Regions from separate parts of the Rattus norvegicus genome. Here region 1 is linked to region 2. Evidence: chromatin contacts called from public Hi-C data. All regions are on one chromosome and are shown on one strand. The core of a region is the stretch at or near the end of the contact, and the rest is flanking DNA. Distances in the headings are between cores, read along the strand shown. Region 1 overlaps Col18a1 (collagen type XVIII alpha 1 chain). Region 2 has its middle 5.8 kb from the start of Pofut2.

Region 1 (4,620 bases), core at 1,286-3,785, 180 kb before region 2:
ATTCCCAACACCCGCCCCCTAATAGTTACGGTATGAACTCCCAGCAAGCCATTAAAGCCAACTCAACAAGCTATAATTTAGCAATCAGATTTATATGTTAAATTCTCAATCCGCAATACTTCCACACAATAAACTCGCAACCAATTGATAAGTTGACCTCTAGAAATCCATCCCTTAAGAAATATCCCTGGGGTTGGGGATTTAGCTCAGTGGTAGAGCGCTTGCCTAGCAAGCGCAAGGCCCTGGGTTCGGTCCCCAGCTCGGGGAAAAAAAAGGAAAAAAAAAAAAAAAGAAAAAAAGAAAAGAAAAAGAAATATCCCATAACTAACTATGGCTACTTAAGGCCACATAGATCTGGGTCGTCCTTTTCTGCCTCCATCTCCTCCATCTTGGTTCTTCTTTTTGTCCCTTCTCCCCCGCCTTACAAAAATTTTGTTCCCGGCCTTACTTTTTTTTTTTTGGAGCTGGGGACCGAACCCAGGGCCTTGCACTTGCTAGGCAAGCGCTCTACCACTGAGCCAAATCCCCAACCCCCCCCCCCCGCCTTACTTTTTACTGTCCAATCGTGGGCCTTTGACCCACCCTGTACCAGCCCTCACCTGCATAAAGACATCAACCTACCAGGAACGAGGTCCAACTTAAGGCACAGATGGGTGTTCCCTGAGTCCCCGAGGATGGGTTCAACTTACAAAGCCCATAGCTAAGGGCCGAATTCTATAGCGCCTCTGGGAGCAGAGGGTTCTCTGGGCCTGGGGAATCTAGTATCTAGTTAAGGTCACCTTCTAACAACACTGTAGGCCAGTGAGAAATTATTCCTCAGAGGCACTGTGGCTTGCCAAGGCCCCTCCCCCAGTGCCTCCTTGGAAGGGCCGCAGGGGTGGGAACCTAAAACACAGAACAAGTCCTAGCCAGCCAAGCAGTTCTGTGCTCAGTTCCTGCAGGCGCAGGTCCATAGGAAGGGGGAGGTCTAGATACCTGTTACACAGGGTAAATGAACACGGCCCCCCAAGGTCTTGGTCCCTTTCATCTCTCATAGAAAGAAGGCCTGGCAGTGGTCAGTATCACTAGCCTCCTATAGGTGACTTTGGCCTACAGGACCGAAGTATAATGTAAGTCATTGGCAGGTATGGGAGCCATGAGAACATACCCAAAATGGTTGCCAGGGGCAAAGGTCAGAGGGTGTCATGATCTTGCTTCTCTATTGGAACACCTCCCCAACACACACACACACACACACACACACACACACACACACACACACACACACACACACACGCTGTCTTCACAGTATTAGGGAACCCCAACCTCACCTTGGCTCCCTTCTGGGCCTGGCCCAGGGCTGTGCCATCAGGGCTAAAGATACTGCCTGGTTCTCCCTTCTCACCCTGGAAAAGCAAGACAGGAAAAGACAGGTCAGGGCTCACCCATTGGCTTTCAGATACCCACAAACCAGAAGCAGCAAAGGGAGGGGGGGTCTTGGCCTCTATGGGAGAGTTTATGACCAGAGCCCTCTGAGACAGAGTAACAGAGATGGCATATTCCAGGATTCTCAGGGCCCAGCCTGCCCCAAGAGCCATCGTCTAGATAGATAAGATAGAATTATCTTGCCTGTAGCAGGGGCAGCAATAAGGCTACACCTGGTTCCTGAGAAAGGAGCACAAGGCACCCCAGTCCTTTACCTTGGGCCCTGGAAGACCCTGCTCGCCTTTGGAACCCAGGTCACCCTTCGGTCCAGCAGGTCCCTGTAGTGACGATCAGATCAGAATGAGGATCCATGACCCACTGTTCCTCAGTCCCCATAACTCCCATAGCCCCTGTCCCATGTTTGCTCACGGGCCAGCCCTTCAGAGTGGTGAACAATTGCACGTGGCAAGGGACACTATGCTACACCGTCCAGACCCCATTTTCTTCCTGAGAGCATCATGACCTCAAGGACAGTGACTGTCCCCACCCAAGCTTACACTGCTGTCCTGTGCTTACCAGGAGCATAGCCCACGCCCACCCCCAGTGTCAGGGTATTGCTAGACAAGCATGTGCCTTGGAAGCAAAGCTACTTACAGGAAAGCCTGCGTACCCTGGCTTGCCCTGTGAAGAGAAGGGGGCACCATGAGTTGTGGGGACACCCTGCTCTCACTGGTGTTCTAACCCAGCCGCCCCGGACCCTCTCTGAACTTTCTTAGAAGCAAGATGGCGCTTACCTCAGGTCCCGGCGTGCTTACTACAGCTCTCTGTCCCCACGCCACCAGGAAATACAAATTCGAGGGGAAGAAAAGAAAGCCACCTTTGAGTTGAAAGTCACCTGCTATCACATTAGCCACAAGCTCAGCAAAGCTAGCCCGAAGTGGAACTTAGAAGAAAACTGTATTTTTAGCGGTGTGCCTGGACTCTCTGTAGGCGGCCAGCTGACAGCTGACCCATTTCGTGGGGGGGTCCCCCTTTCCAGCTTGGGGTGGCTCTCCAATCCTGTTACATACAGATCCTGCTGCATGTGACCGTCCTGTGGAGACAGCTCCACCTACTGGAGGGCTTCTCCTATGCCTTGCTGTCAAGCCAATGTCCCCTGAATAAAGGCCAGCTCCGGCTTTTGATCTACCCTGGTCCCAGAGCCCTTGACCTTGACCCTGCACTGTGGTGTCTGGCCCACTCTTGGAAGCATGAGGCCCGGGCTAGGCTCTCTTGTGACCAACTCACATCCTTCCTCCCAGGACCATATCATGCCCATCTCAGAACTGAGGGAACAGACTCCAGAAAGTGAAGTAACCAGCCGGGATCACAAATGACAACTACAGCTGGATTTGGGCCTAGTTAGTGGCCCAACCATGCTCTGGCTCTGTCCGGGGGAAGCCTCTCCCTGGCATGCTCAGCTCCTCGGGGCCCCGAATCTCCCTCTCAGTGACTCAGGCTTCTCGCTGCAGAGGCGTGAGCTTGGGCAGCAGCTCAGCTCCTGGGTTCTGTGGTGGGGCTGTGAGGGACCCGTTTACTCTGGGCCTGGACCCTTTGGATATGTTGCTTCGGCGAGCCCAACAGGGCAACGGTAGCTTCTACAGTCTAGAAGGCCTAGAAGCTTTGGCAAGGAGAGAACTTGTAGCCAACACAAGACAGCCTTTTCCTGAGAAGCCAGGGCCCCTCTCGTGTCCTTCTGATGAGGCAGTTAGACCATCTTAAGGCAGTACCTAGACCGAGGAATGAACCCCACAGCACTCCAGGGTACTTACATCCTCATTTGACACATAGATCACAGGCCCTGGGGGGCCTGGAGGGCCAGGGAGGCCTGGCCGACCTACTCCATCTTTTCCTGGGTTTCCCTGGAAGAGAACAAAGAGAACGGTAGAGAGGTGAACATTCCAGTGTCTGGCCAGATCCCAAGAGCCAACCCACGGTCCAGGTACTAGGTTTGTAGAGAGTAGCTGAGGCCATCCCTGCTAACACAAGGGTCTCTCTCTGCTCAACTCTCTGATATCACGAGGGCAGCCAGGTGGTTTGGGCCTGAGGCAGGGGCTTAATGGGACTCCCCACCCCCAGGCCTGGGCAGCTCAACTCTTTGTCCCCTCTGTAACTCCGGCTACAGAGACACTTACCTTTTCTCCCTGGGTCCCTTTCTCTCCTTTGGGTCCCTGCAGAGACAGGAAATGAGTCCTTGTAGACAGAGGCAGAGTCCCTTCAGGGACCAGCCTACCTGAGCCTGGCTTGCAATGCAGACAAGGACTCTACGTTTCCTCGAGCCTTGGAGACTAGAGAGAGGGGGACCCCCAAATCCCCAACTAGGCTTGCACTGGGCTCCACAAGGCACAGTGTAGCAGGTTGGGGACACAGATGTCCAGGATACCCCAGTTCCCTTCCCAAGGGCTTCTTTTCTGCCCCCTCACTTACCGGGGGCCCAGCTACACCCTCTCTTCCTGGGAGACCAGGGATGCCCTGGACTCCGTCTGCTCCAACTTCTCCCTGAAGCACACAAATAAAAGATACAGAGTCAGCCCTGCAGCCCGCAGGAGCAGAGACTCCTAGAGAGGGGGCCACAGCAACCATGGATGGGTACGGCCATCACCTAGGTTTCTATGGGCTACTGGCTCAAGCCCTGGAGGGTAAGACAACTCTCCCCTTGAGAGGTGAGGAAGATGGGGTAAAGGGAGGATGGTAACAGGGAAGAGGGAAGGGAGGAAACTTATTTTCCCTTAATTAGTGCAGGGCTCTGTGGGTGTGCCCTACGACAAGGACTTAACGTGGGTAGTTTGCTCTGAATCAGGCATGTTAAGTTACAGAGACAGAAGTAGACTGGAGGAACCAGAACCAGAACCGCATAGGGGGTCTCATTCATCCTCCTCTTAGGCCTGGCTGCCTCTGATATGCCTGACCTACCCTCACCTATGGCCTACAGGGCATGCTTTCTGGTCTCTTCAGGCCCTCCCAATCCCCAGTGGACCGTGTGCCCGACCCTGGGTGAAGTACGTACCTTGGCCCCAGGTGGCCCAGTCACTCCAGGATCCCCCTACGTGGACAAAAGGTTCCATAAACTTGGGTTATCAGCTGGCCCACCCCCAAACCAAGGTGCATTCTCCTCTGTTAATCACTCAGGATTCTCGGTCCTAGCACTTAGGCTCTCCTCCCAATGGTCCTAGAATC
Region 2 (5,063 bases), core at 622-3,121:
ACACTATCTGAAACAAAGAAAGAAAGAACAGTTTCCCAATAAATGTGGCACTGGCTGTGCTGGAAAGAATATAAAACTTGCCTCACACAGCCCTAGGGATAAATGAAGGGCATTTTCTGACCCATGGGCACTTGTCTTTTGTAATCTCTAACACCACACACACACACACACACACACACACACACACACACACACACACACACACACACACAGAGGGGTGGAGGAGATAGGAAGGAGAGAGAGAGGAGAGAGAGAGAGAAGAGAGGAGAGATAGAGAGGGGGGGGGCTAGAGAGGTCAGTATTCTGGGTGGAATGCAGCTGCTACCCAGGACAGCAATGGGCCATGTTTATGAGATCCAGGGACAATAGGGGTGTGGCCATCCTTTCCTTGGCTTAGGTGTGCACTGGTCCAGCATCAGCAGACGACATTAAGTTGGATCATGTGGAGCAAGAGTGGCGTCTGAGCCAACCCCTGCTGGGTTCCGGACTACAGACAAGCTCAAAACCAGGTGGACAGCTCACCTCGGTGACTGGTGCCTTCGGAACCTCACCCAGCCACTGCCAACACTTGTGTCAGTCCTGTGGCTCCTACAGAGGGCTCCACAGCATCTGCCCAGAGACCACAGACCACAGACCACGGTCTGTTTCATGTTCAGCTCTATGAAACTGGGAAGTTGTCACTTAGATGGCTCTGAGACCCAAGCCGGACAGATGCAGAGCCCAGCCCTTCCGGGTCCCCAGCCAGGCCTGCATTCTGAGTTGGCTACAGTCTGTGTAGGTTTGAGCGTTGGCTCCGGAACTCTGTGTTTCCCTGTTTGTCAATGTTTTTGGGTCCCAGATAGGGGGTTTCAGGCTTCTTGTAAAGTCTGTCCCCTCCCCTGTTCCTGGATCTTTCAGAGAGAGAGAGAGAGAGAGAGAGAGAGAGAGAGAGAGAGAGAGAGAACTCAGCAATGCTGCTTAAAGCTTTGTTGTCTTTGCAGAACCTGCAGCCTTCAGCTATGGAGCCCCCAGGTTGCGTGCAACTGTGACCCTGTAATAAAACCAGAGGTTTCTCATGAATCAGAAAAGCTCCATGAATGCCTCATTCCTAGGAAGCCTGGCGTCCACCCACCCTGCCTGCATCTCCCTACATTGCCATCAAGGGGAAGAAGACTGTCCTTGAGCCCAGTCCTGCAAACACAGCAAGCAGCTTGTTTAAATAAGGCACATTACGCACTTTGTGACATTTGCCAATGTTTGGGTCCCAGATAGGCCTGTGGAGTGGATTCTCACAGCCCCGAGCAACTCCAATCTTCCTCAGGAAAATGGGTTCCACATATCAGCTCCTGGAGAGTACCCACAGGAAGGCTAGATTTCCTCTGTGGGGAATGCTGTCCCGTGTCTTGCTCTAGCTGGGGAGAAGACCCCTAGGATAAGAGGTAACCCCAAGTGCAGGGGAACCCCTAGATCCACGGGCTTAACTGTTAACATTAGTCCAACCCTTCAGGGTCTACCCCGAAGCACAAATCTGCATTCCATGCTGCACCTTGGCAAGCCCCCGGACCCCCACTTCTAAGTGAACCCCATGCCTGGTCACATCTCAGGCATTTGATGGCTTAGTTCCACGGGCACTCCTCAAGCTGTGCCATCTCTGAGGGCTCCCTTTGCAGATAGTCTCAAGCTCCTTTGAGAAACCCTTTTGAATATGGCCTTTAGCCATAGATACAAAAACCGGAACTCCCTGCCCGGCTGGTGACTCACCAAGCATTTACCTCCCAGCACATTTCCAGAGACAAAGCCAGGATTTTATGACCATGGGATTATGATGAGCGAGAGGTTGGAATTCCACAAGAAAGCCCCAAACTTCAGCACGTGAATCCTGGTAACTGACTGGGTAAACAGAAAGGCCCTATTTGGGACATGCACGTCTGTGCCCCAAGACACCAGTTCCCAGTGTCTGGACTCTCGGTCTGCCGCCAGCCTACTGCTCCCACCATCTGCTCCCTTTGGTGGCTGGGGAAGCTTCCTTGCCTCTACGGGCAGCGGTTCAACCCTTGACCTACTTCATAACTGTGGTGTGGTCTCCAATGAAGTTCCTACGATACTTTCCCATCCTCAGCCCTTACCTTCCTATGGTCGGCCCGTGGTGGCTACCAGTTTGCCCCTAATGTATACCTCTCAACCCTTTCTATTGGCCCCGCTGGGTGCCTATGCATGTGGCTTCCACATTGTAACATGACAGCATAGCTGTCCCCAAGCATGGCAGGGAGCCAGATCCTTTCTGGGCCCCTCCCTACTTGTTCCCTGACTGAAGAGTCCCACATTCCCACCCCCATCCCTATATTACGGAGCCCCAGCTTCCAAGGGGGTCTGCCTGTTTCAAAGGAGAACCTCGTTGCTGTTTGGGCCAGGGACCTATGCCCCGGCCTCAGGACACTGTTCTCTCTGGGAATGGAGTACTTGTGCTGACACTTCTGATACCTGATGACAGAAAAAGCCTTGAGTGCTAGTATGTGTGTGTCTGCTGTTTGTCTATCTGTCTCTTTCTGTGTGTGTCTATCTCTGTCTGTGTGTGACTATCTCTGTCTGTCTCTGTGTGTGTCTATCTCTGTCTGTCTCTTTCTGTGTGTGTCTCTGTCTCTCTGTGTGTGTATCTGTCTGTCTCAGTGTGTCTGTCTCCTTGTGTGTCTGTCTGTGTGTATGTGTGTGTGTATCTGTCTATCTCTGTCTGTCTCTGTCTCTGTGTGTGTGTATGTGTGTGTGTTTGTGTGTGTGTGTGTGTGTGTGTGTGTGTGTGTGTGTGTGTGTGTGTGTAAAACTTTGGACATTTCTAAGTGCAGCCCTGTGAACAAGATATACCTGCCAAGACTGAGATCAAATCAGGCTTCTTCTTTCCTCTGGTGAGGCCCTTAGCCCTGTCTTTGTGGGAAGCCTCAGCAGTCAGGCGCCAACTGCATGGAGGACCAAGGCCTGATCTTGGAGTTCTCTAGGAACAAGACCCAGTGGTCTGTACCCTTTTGTCTATTTCTGGTCTCAGCCCTGGTCTGACCACCCACTCTTCCTTTTGGGCCTGCTAACCTTCCCAGCTCCAGCAGAAGAGCTTCCAGAGAAAGGCTCGCCCGCCCTCTTGTGGCTGCATTGCTGAGGTAAGGTACAGCTGTATTCCAGTGAGCTCCCTGCTCCCCGGACAACCGAAGTCACCTTCACTGTAGACAGGGAGAGGAGGGGGCTGCTTCCGGCTGTTCCTTGCTGGGGCTTTTCTGGTTTTTGTGGTTCGGTGGGTTTTGTTTGTGACAGGGTCTCATGCATCCCAAGTCGTGGCCTGTAACTCATTCTACAACCAAGGGTGACCTTAAACTTCTGATTCTCCTGCTTCAGTCTCCCAATGCGTTAGGGTTACAAGTGCGCTCCACCACACCCTGTCTTAGGCAGCACCAGGGATGGGCACTGAGCCTGTGTGAGGAAGACAGACAGACAGAAGGGAACGGACAGATTGACAGACACTTTGTAAAGCGCCTACAAAGAGTCCTGGGCCTTGTCTTCTGGTTACTGTTGCTGTGATGGGACGCTGTGAACAAAAGCAATTTGGAGAGGAAAGCGTTTGCTGGCTTACTCTTCCCATCACTGTTCATCATTGAAGGAAGCCGCGGGAACAGGAACTCAAGTAGGGCAGGAACCTGGAGGCAGGCGCTGAGACCGGCGGAGTGCTGTTTAGTGGGTTGTCCTTGCTCCCCCTGGCTTGCTCAGCCTGCTTTCTTATAGAACCCAGGACCTCCAGCCCAGGGATGGCGCCACCCACCATGGACAGGGCCCTCCCCCATCAATCACCAAACAAAAAAATGCTCTATTAGAGATCACAGAGTTGGGGTTGGGGATTTAGCTCAGTGGTAGAGTGCTTGCCTAGCAAGCGCAAGGCCCTGGGTTCGGTCCCCAGCTCCGGGAAAAAAAAAAAAAGAGATCACAGAGTTTATGGCCCAGGGCTTTTCTTAGGTCCTTCCTCAGCTCTCTGCCCGCTTCCTGTGTCAGGATTACTTTTTCCTTTCTTTGATTTTTTTTTTAAAGAATTATTTATTTTCTGTCTATGAATACATTGTTGCTGTCTTCAGTCACACCAGAAGAGGGCATCAGATTCATTACAGACGGTTGTGAGCCATCATGTGGTTGCTGGGAATTGAACTCAGGACCTCTGGAAGAGCAGCCAGTGCTCTAACCGCTGAGCCATCTCTCCAGCACCTCCCTCTCTTAGTCAGTCTTTGTATTTCTGTTTCTAACCGTGTGTCCCCATTGCAATTCTTTGCTCTGGGACACAAGTGTCTGAAATGGGGTCTGACCTCTGAACTCAGATTCATGACTGGGGACTAAGCAAATCTTTTCTTTTCCCCATCTCTTTTCCAAACGCCAGTCGAATGCTTACGCATGCTTTCCCTAACACCCGGGACTTTCTTACTCTCTTTGAAGCCCAGACCCTCTTTTGCAGCATGTAACCGCTTGCCAAACCTCCAGTGCTGAAGGCACGGCCCTCCCTCTCTCTTCTCCATCTCCCTCCTCTGGGAACCTGCCAAGAATTAAGCTTACCTGCCCTGTTATTTTTCTCAAACCCCAATAAAATCCATCTCAAGCTTCTTCCCCCTCCATTTTAAAACTTGTATTAGCAAGACTAAGAACTCAAAAGGGGACTTCAGTTTCCCGCACAACACGTGGGCTTTTTGTCTCAATAAAAACTCAAAATTTCTCACGGCGTACTCCAGGGCACTCAATAAACAAGTCCTAGGGCAGAGGAGGCCAGGGATCATAAAGAGAGGAAATGGAGACCCACACGAACATGGGGCCTCTACATGCCTCCTCTGCTCTGGGAAGAAACGGACAGGAACATAGAGGCCCTGAATGGGCAAGGCAGGGCCAGACCATCTGCCCCAGAATCACAGGGCTTTGGAGTGGGCTGTCAGTGGTGAGGCGGGGCCCATGGCTCTCTCTCACAAGGGGGTCTCATGAGCCACCCACAGTAATGATGAAGGACTCCACTAGGAATGGAAATGGGTCCTTGGGTAGAGCCAGTGGGTCAGGATCCCCAAGTATTAGAGGCA

The links. A called contact is a pair of places that touch in the nucleus more often than the background predicts.
Region 1: a Hi-C map of the A7r5 cell line shows a contact between it and region 2, with 6 times the contacts expected there. The contact joins two enhancer-like sites. A contact is called at or near these places in 7 of 12 Hi-C or Micro-C datasets (the A7r5 cell line, the Rat2 cell line, Schwann cells and 4 more).

Annotation. Positions count from the first base shown.
Region 1 is chr20:11,563,151-11,567,770 of GRCr8, reverse strand. Col18a1 (collagen type XVIII alpha 1 chain) reads right to left here. Exons shown (of 41, transcript NM_053489.2): 18 at 4,451-4,486; 19 at 3,871-3,942; 20 at 3,579-3,614; 21 at 3,216-3,305; 22 at 2,199-2,228; 23 at 2,059-2,085; 24 at 1,680-1,742; 25 at 1,311-1,385. Among named protein-coding and RNA genes, the nearest start is that of Slc19a1, 35 kb to the left of the region's middle. Within about 2 kb of position 2,535, at least 6 of the 93 cell types and tissues checked have an H3K27ac peak or open chromatin away from gene starts, as enhancers often do. A contact at or near this core is called in the A7r5 cell line, where this site is marked.
Region 2 is chr20:11,380,604-11,385,666 of GRCr8, reverse strand. No RefSeq gene overlaps it. Among named protein-coding and RNA genes, the nearest start is that of Pofut2, 5.8 kb to the right of the region's middle. Within about 2 kb of position 1,871, at least 17 of the 93 cell types and tissues checked have an H3K27ac peak or open chromatin away from gene starts, as enhancers often do. A contact at or near this core is called in the A7r5 cell line, where this site is marked.